2 separate regions of the Danio rerio genome follow, and region 1 is linked to region 2. Evidence: chromatin contacts called from public Hi-C data. All regions are on one chromosome and are shown on one strand. Each heading gives the region's core, a stretch centred on a gene start, on an enhancer-like site or on the middle of the called end of the contact. The rest is flanking DNA. Distances are from core to core; before and after follow the strand shown.

The links. Hi-C and Micro-C count contacts between places; a contact is called where the count stands out from the background.
Region 1: a Hi-C map of embryo shows a contact between it and region 2, with 3 times the contacts expected there. The contact joins the enhancer-like site here to the promoter of ncam1b in region 2. A contact is called at or near these places in 1 of 18 Hi-C or Micro-C datasets (embryo) and 2 of 4 datasets of contacts at active chromatin or transcription factors (caudal fin and embryo).

What each region holds. Positions count from the first base shown.
Region 1 is chr15:21,498,908-21,502,459 of GRCz12tu, forward strand. It overlaps arhgap32a (Rho GTPase activating protein 32a), which reads right to left. Exons shown (of 22, transcript XM_685829.11): 22 at 900-3,227. The coding sequence ends at 952. Among named protein-coding and RNA genes, the nearest start is that of arhgap32a, 90 kb to the right of the region's middle. Within about 2 kb of position 1,619, at least 3 of the 62 cell types and tissues checked have an H3K27ac peak or open chromatin away from gene starts, as enhancers often do.
Region 2 is chr15:21,016,980-21,020,572 of GRCz12tu, forward strand. It overlaps ncam1b (neural cell adhesion molecule 1b), which reads right to left and starts at 1,472. Exons shown (of 21, transcript NM_131831.1): 1 at 1,211-1,472. The coding sequence starts at 1,262.

The DNA.
Region 1 (3,552 bases), core at 369-2,868, 480 kb after region 2:
TGTAGTCTTTGTACATTTTAAAAAAATGTAATAATTCAACAATTGTTTGCAAGGCTTTTATCACAAGAAACAAAACATGACAGGCTGATCAATGATTAGAAGTACGAGATTACATGTCATGATTTTGAACAAACTAACTTTAATAGGAGTAAAGCAACGTGAACACATAACAATTGTCTTATAAATCAACTGAAAAAAGAGAACAGTACATTTTGATGAACACTTTATTCCTTATGTAATCATGTAATGATTACCACTTAATTGAACTAACGGTTTAGATGAGTGCTCCCCCACATCTTTAAATCGAACACAAAGAAATAAAAAAAATGTGGTCATGTCTAAAGTGCCTGTTGTTACATAAAACACAGACCAACTATAAAGTGCATGATTATAAAATGCATAGGGGATAATGTCTGGGGGAAGTGGCTGAGACTATGACCTTTCATAGTTTAAGTCAGACCATAGAGTATATGCTGATGTCTTTGACATATATAACTGTTTTATTCCACAGTCATGGCCATACATAAAAAAACTACACTCACCCAGAAACACAAGGCAGTGGCTCCTACTGTATAAACCATTTTCTCTTTTATTAAAGATCATATTTGTATTCACTTTGAAACCTGTGACCTCTATTACAGTAACAAAATGACAAATTTTACACAACACACTTTAATAAATCAAAGTAGCAATAAAGCCACGGTAACCCATTACCATAATTTAAGTGATATCCTAAATACGCAGTGTTAGCTTAAGTCATTTGAAACTGTATGTATGCAGTGAAAGACACCATTTAGTGAACAATTAAAACATTTTAAATCTTTTAAATATTATTTTTTTATCGGATTAACAATAGAAAACCACTGCCCTGCAGAGGTCATATATTTCTTATTTATTGATTTATTTTGGTATTTATTTATTTATTTATTTATTTTTAAATATAGAAATCTCTTAATCAGCATAAATTTGCATCTCAGGCCTGAGCTCTGTCTGGTGAAATCCTGCGTGGCCCACAGCTGTGGAATACAGTCTGTTACTATAAAGCGGCATGCAGCCGTAGTTTGGGAAAACACCAGAACTTGCTCGGCTACTCTTAGGAACTTTCGGATGTGCTGAAACATAGCTTTCAGAATAGTCTGAGCGAGATGGCACATACATACTACGAGTTCTTGTCCTGCTATGGGAGGAGAAAGGCAGTCTGTGATCCCGCTCCAGAGTCATTTTGGCTTGACCAGGTGGATTGCGATTTTTTACACTCTGCGATCTCTTAGACCTCTGCGGTTCTCTGCTCATTGCCTGAATGTACTGGTAGTCCTCTTTAGGATTGCTGAGAGTCTTATATATAAGCCTGTCCTGGTTGCGGTGTGTGACACCGAAGCTATCGCTGGACCCGGTGTGTTTGAAGTCAGGGCAGCTGTATTCCTTATGCAGGGTCAGATTGTGTGGCAGTGCTGTGGACTCAAGCCTGTGTTGAGGATAGTTGTGCATGGACCGACTCTGCTTCATTATAAGAGCCGATTTGGCTCCCTGCCCGCTGTCATGCCTGTCTGACTTTGAGGGCACAGGCATATCAGGCTCAGAAAGTGGGTGCTCTGGGGAGTAATGGGATACCATCGTGACCCTGTATTTCCCATCAGCCCCTTCAGTTGAAATCAGCATCTCCTTCCCAGAGTTTGACCTGCTCCTGGTGTGCATTGTTTCTTGGCATTGACGATCGCATCTTACAAGATGGGGCTGGGCCACAACCGGACCCAACGGCCTTTCCTTGGCTGCATTTTCCTGCCTAATGGACTGACTGAAATGTCGATCAGATAAACCAGAATTAAAAGCCTCATAGAAAGAAGGGTTCTTCTTTCTTGGCAGAAAACCAGCATCTCTGGTCATGAAGTCAGACTCATTGTTCAAAGGGAGGTTGCGTAGAGGCTTGTGGTAGTTTTCGGAAGTGGCCATCACCTTTGATGAGCGAGAAGGCAGTTTGTTGAGTGTGTAAGACAGAGTGTACCCACTGTTCTCTCGGTATTGATTGTAGCGAGCCTCTGAATAGGGGCTGTACCTATACCGAACTTTCCCATCTTCAAAGTAAGGCCGCACATGCTGGATGTCTGATGGTGGTGGATTTTGGTAAGGTTTGCTTTGGCTTCCTTGCCGTTGAAGGAAGAAAAATTTGTCCTCAGGTGGAGTGTGCATAGAGCGCACCCTGCGGATAGTTGGGTAGACGGAGGCTCCATCCAACGGTGGATACCTTGGTCCTCCATGTCTATAGACACCAACTGAGGAGTAGTCTTCCCGTTGACCTTTATACTTAATAGACTGATGTAGGGATCGTGGAGCAAGGGTATTGCAGTAGCTTCTTGAGAGAACTCTAGGATGTGGACGCCCATCGTCAACCTGATAATAAGATGTGCTTTGCCCATCCGAACTTGACCATTGTTGGGAGTGTTGGGAGTAAGCAGACCTTTGCTCTCTGGGTTTGTACTGATACAACACACTCGGTGGAGTACTTGATGCTTGTGGAAGAACTTCTTGTACTGAAGCAGGCATGGCTGTTTCCGCCAATATGGCTCGGAAGTTAGCAGCATTAGCAGCCTGCTTGTTGTGGAGTGCATCAATGGCTGAAGGACTATCCAAGGAAGAGTATCTTTCAGAGAGTGTCGTCTGTAAACTTCCACGTACCTCCATCTCAGCATCAAGGCTTGATCCACCTCCATCTGTACCAACTCCAACATGACGGATATTATCTCTCAGAGTTGTTTGGGTTTCTTGAACCAGCTGAATCTCTGGATCTGTGCGAGGAGAGAAACCCTGAGAGGGCACATGGGTGCACTGGCCACCAGCTGGTGCATCACAACCATCAGAGAAGCTGAGTCCGCTCTCACTGCCATGACAGGCGCAGGTGCTGCGTAGGCTGCCGGCATCAGTGTGACTCTCAGTAGACATAGTGCTTGATGGATCCGGGAAAGCCCTGTTAGACGCATACCGCTCCTCTCTATCAGAAGACGTTTGTACGGGAGGAGGAAATTGGAGTGTGAAGAGTGGGTTTTTATGATGAATTGGAGAAATAGGTGTGGGAGGTTCAGAGCTCCCACGTTTGCTGAGTCGAGTTGCCTGCTGGGCGGATTCGGCTAGCGCTAGAGCTAACATACGGGCAGCACTTTTTACTGCAGGCTGGGGAGTTATGAGAGATACAGACCTCACCAAACCAGGCGTGCATTCAAATGTCACTGCACCTAGACAGAGAAAGACAAACCAACATAGTTTTTAAAATAGAGACTTTTTAAAAGAGTGAGCATAAATTATAGCTTTCAGAACTTGGATATAGAAGCAGCTAATTAGTAGTTTAATGGCCTGTTTCTACTGAGAGGTATAGTATAGTACGGTACGGGTCTATAAGGGTCACCTTTATCAAGCTTGCATTTCTACTGCCAAAAGGGTACCAATGGTCATTCACATATCATATGAGAAGCATGTCTCACAAAACAGATGCTTTATGCACATAAATACTTGTGTAAACTATTTATATATAAAAAAAAAAATAAATAAATGCAACATGTA
Region 2 (3,593 bases), core at 222-2,721:
AATAAGTCATTTTTTATGTCTTTTAAAAAACTAGTTTTCTTTAATACAATGCAGGCAAATTTAAAGGGATAGTTCACTCGAAGATGAAAATTGTGCATCATTTACCCATCCACCACTTGTTCCAAACCTGTTTACGTTTCTTTCTACTGTAGAGTACAAAACAAGATGTGTTGGAAGCCTCTAAGTACTGACTTCCATATTATTTGTTTTTCCTATCAGTTACAACATTCCAACATTCTTCAAAATATCATATTGTGAATTCAACAGAAAAAAAGAAACTCAAAATGGATTGGAACAAGTCAAAAGTGAGGAAACGTGAAGAATTTTTATTTTTATTTTAGGCTGAACCCTTTAAGTAAACTTTCATTATTTCAGACAGTAAAATTTAGATTTTAGGAAAACACCTGTTTTTGCTTTTGAAGAGTAAAACCCATCTAATAAAGAAAAAAACATTAAATAATAAACATTTATAAATTCCAAAAATGTAATAAATATTTATAAAAGATGCAATTAACATCATTTATAATCTCAAAATTCAATTCAAGTTTGCCAATTACAATCAAAATGGCTTTTGCAGTGATAACATTCTCTTAACTGCATTATAGTTGGGATTCCGCGTCGTGTATGATGTAATATTGATACACAAAACAGGTTAATTACATCATAGACAGTTCCCGCCCAAACTCCCTGATTGGATCTTTCTCGAGTCGTGCAGCAGGTGGACTGCCAAGAAATTCATCCCACTGTCCCATAAGGATTTACAAAGGATCAATTCAAATCAATGCGATTCTTCTGCTATCCTGCAGACGCTTTAACTCAGAGTACAAGACTGATTATAATATTAGCTCGATAATCCTCTCATGTTAAGGACAGGTTCTATTGTCAAAGCCCTTTGGATATAGCCTAGCAAATTAGCCCACACAGCAGTTCCTATAAGATGTATTATTATTATAAGGATACACAAGAAACCGCATGAAAGTAGTAAACAACACGTTGCTCCTCACAAACTATGCAACAGTGCAGATCAATGAGAACAACAGAATTCAAACAGGTCCAGAGATGCACCTGCCAGTGACACCAGCATCACCACATCACTGCCCATAAAAGTAGCATGCAAATCAGAAAGAAAATTGCACAAAACCACTGCTATCATTATATAACTTTTTGTGTTTAGGGTTAGCCTACTGCATAACACATAACGCTCTCTTACCTGCGTTGTCAAAGAAAAGAAGCACCAAGATTATCGCCTTGGTCGGAAACATTGCACTCCCTTTATGAACACACAGTGTGTTTACTGTTTGTTTTTGCCTTCCGTGCTAGAAACGAAGAATCCGTAATCCGTAAAATGATGCCCGAGAAGTTTCCGCGAAGTTTTCTGGACGGGACGCGATTGTTTACGAGAATCCCCGACGCTTGGACTGTATTGATATTGTTGCGGTTTAGATTCGCGTGCCCATATGTCGCGCGCTGAGACTGAGAGGCAAAAGCGCGTGCACACGCAGCTTCAAGATGCACGCGAATTAATCCGCCCAATCAGCGGCGCCTCTGAGGAGAGACAGCGATATGATCAAATGAAGCACTGAACCAAAGCCTGGAAACCAAACACGATCCCCACATCCATCTGACCGAGAAAGAGGAAAGAATGGGAGGGAAAATCAAGTAACAAGTCTTTATCACGTACAATACTTCGGGTAGGTTGAGTTATACTCGAATGTTTAAAGGGATAGCAGTTCAGCTGAGGCATTTTGTTATCATTTACTCACTCTTATTTTCTTCCAAACCTGTATGATTTCCTTCTTCCAAGAAGAAATAATACTCCTAAAGTATGCACTGATATGGACTGGAGATAGATGAAACAATAATGAAAGGAGACTGTATTCTTCATAACAAATCGAGAAGAAAATTTTAAAAGACCCGTTGTTTAGCATATATAAGGGGTTTTCAATGTTTTTTTTTTTTTTTAATTTCATGGTCCGCCAAATATGATCATCCATGTGCAAAATACCCATCTTAAATAGATAAACTATAAGGATTCTTTTGTGTATTTACAATATTTTTTACAGTAATTATTTACTACTGCATATTTATTTATTTATTTAAATATGTTTGTATTTATTTATATATTATTAATAATTTCATCTTATTTTAAATATCATTAATATTTTTTAAATCAAACTCCGCATAGATTATATTTTATTTTGTTTAGTCATTTTTCCATTATTTTACAATTTAATTAGTTTTAATTAATAATAAAAAAGCTTCTTTTATATTTATGTTAATACAATTGTCTAATTTTAATGTAATTTTTATTTGAATAAAGTCTTAATTTTTTTTTGTTATTACTGCTATCCATGTTCATTATTTATTTATTTATTTAATTTTATTTACTTTTTTTTTTTTTTTTCAAACTTTTCAACAGACCCCCTAGCACTACCTTGCATCCCCCAGGGGGTCCCTGGACCCCAGTTTGAAAACCCTGCGTAAAGTGAAGGCGGTGCCCCATTTTGTCATTCTTGAAATAATGATCTCCCTCACGGATCAGTTCACTGATGTTTCTTTTATCTATCTCTTTATAACCCATGCAGAGCTAAAGAGCCACTGCTTTTCACTGTGGCTTTAGAAAAGAAGCCATGAACTTTCAGAGAACAATGATCATCTAAAAGTAGAATCCAAGTATCCAATTTAAAGCTGTGCTTTTGGCCAAGTGTTTTAGCGTGAGTGAGAATTGGCAGTTAGACTTGTTATTGTGTTCATGCATGCATTACACGGTGAGGTTTATTTGCTTCAATATATTTTCAACAAGAAATAATTGCATCCTTCCACAGTTAGGCAGAACTAAACCGAGCATTTTTACATAATTTATCATTTTAGGTTTTTATTCATTATTTTAGCAACACTTTACATTACAGGTGGTGTAATAACCATAATTGAATGCTTAATTAAGGGAACAGTTCATTCAAAAATTTAAATGTTTCTGTTAATCTACTCATGGATTTTTACAATGCAAGATAATGGCATAATATCGTTGAGAGCCAAAGTTATTTATTTTGATTGGTTAACAATTGTTTGAATTTCAATTTTATATATTTATTGACTTGCTAGCTCTTGATGGTGATTGTATGAATCACCAAGGACAAGCATTTCAGCTATACAGATCTTCTTTAATAGGGGAAGTGTATGTATAGTGTTATTCATGAGTCATTCATTAGTCATTTCAATTACTAATGAAGCTAATCATAATTGAATATACAGTATAACATAGAAAAGAACTCATTCAAAAGTCTACTGTAGCAGCAACTAATATATTAAGTACATTAGTTGCTATTAATTAAAGGTGTCATGTATTAATTCAATACAGTAGAATAAAATTAATTAAAAATTATGTTATTAATTCATTTTCTTATTGATAGTTGTAATTAATCATTGTCTAATTAGCCAAAGATAGCAATGTTTTATCACTTTTTGATGCGCTTTACTGTTAACTCTATATCTCAATATTCTGTTTAATTTTTACTATAAATAAACAAAAGATGATTAAATTTGGAATTCTTTTTAGTTAAATGTAAAATGTACTACATTAATATTTTTTTTAG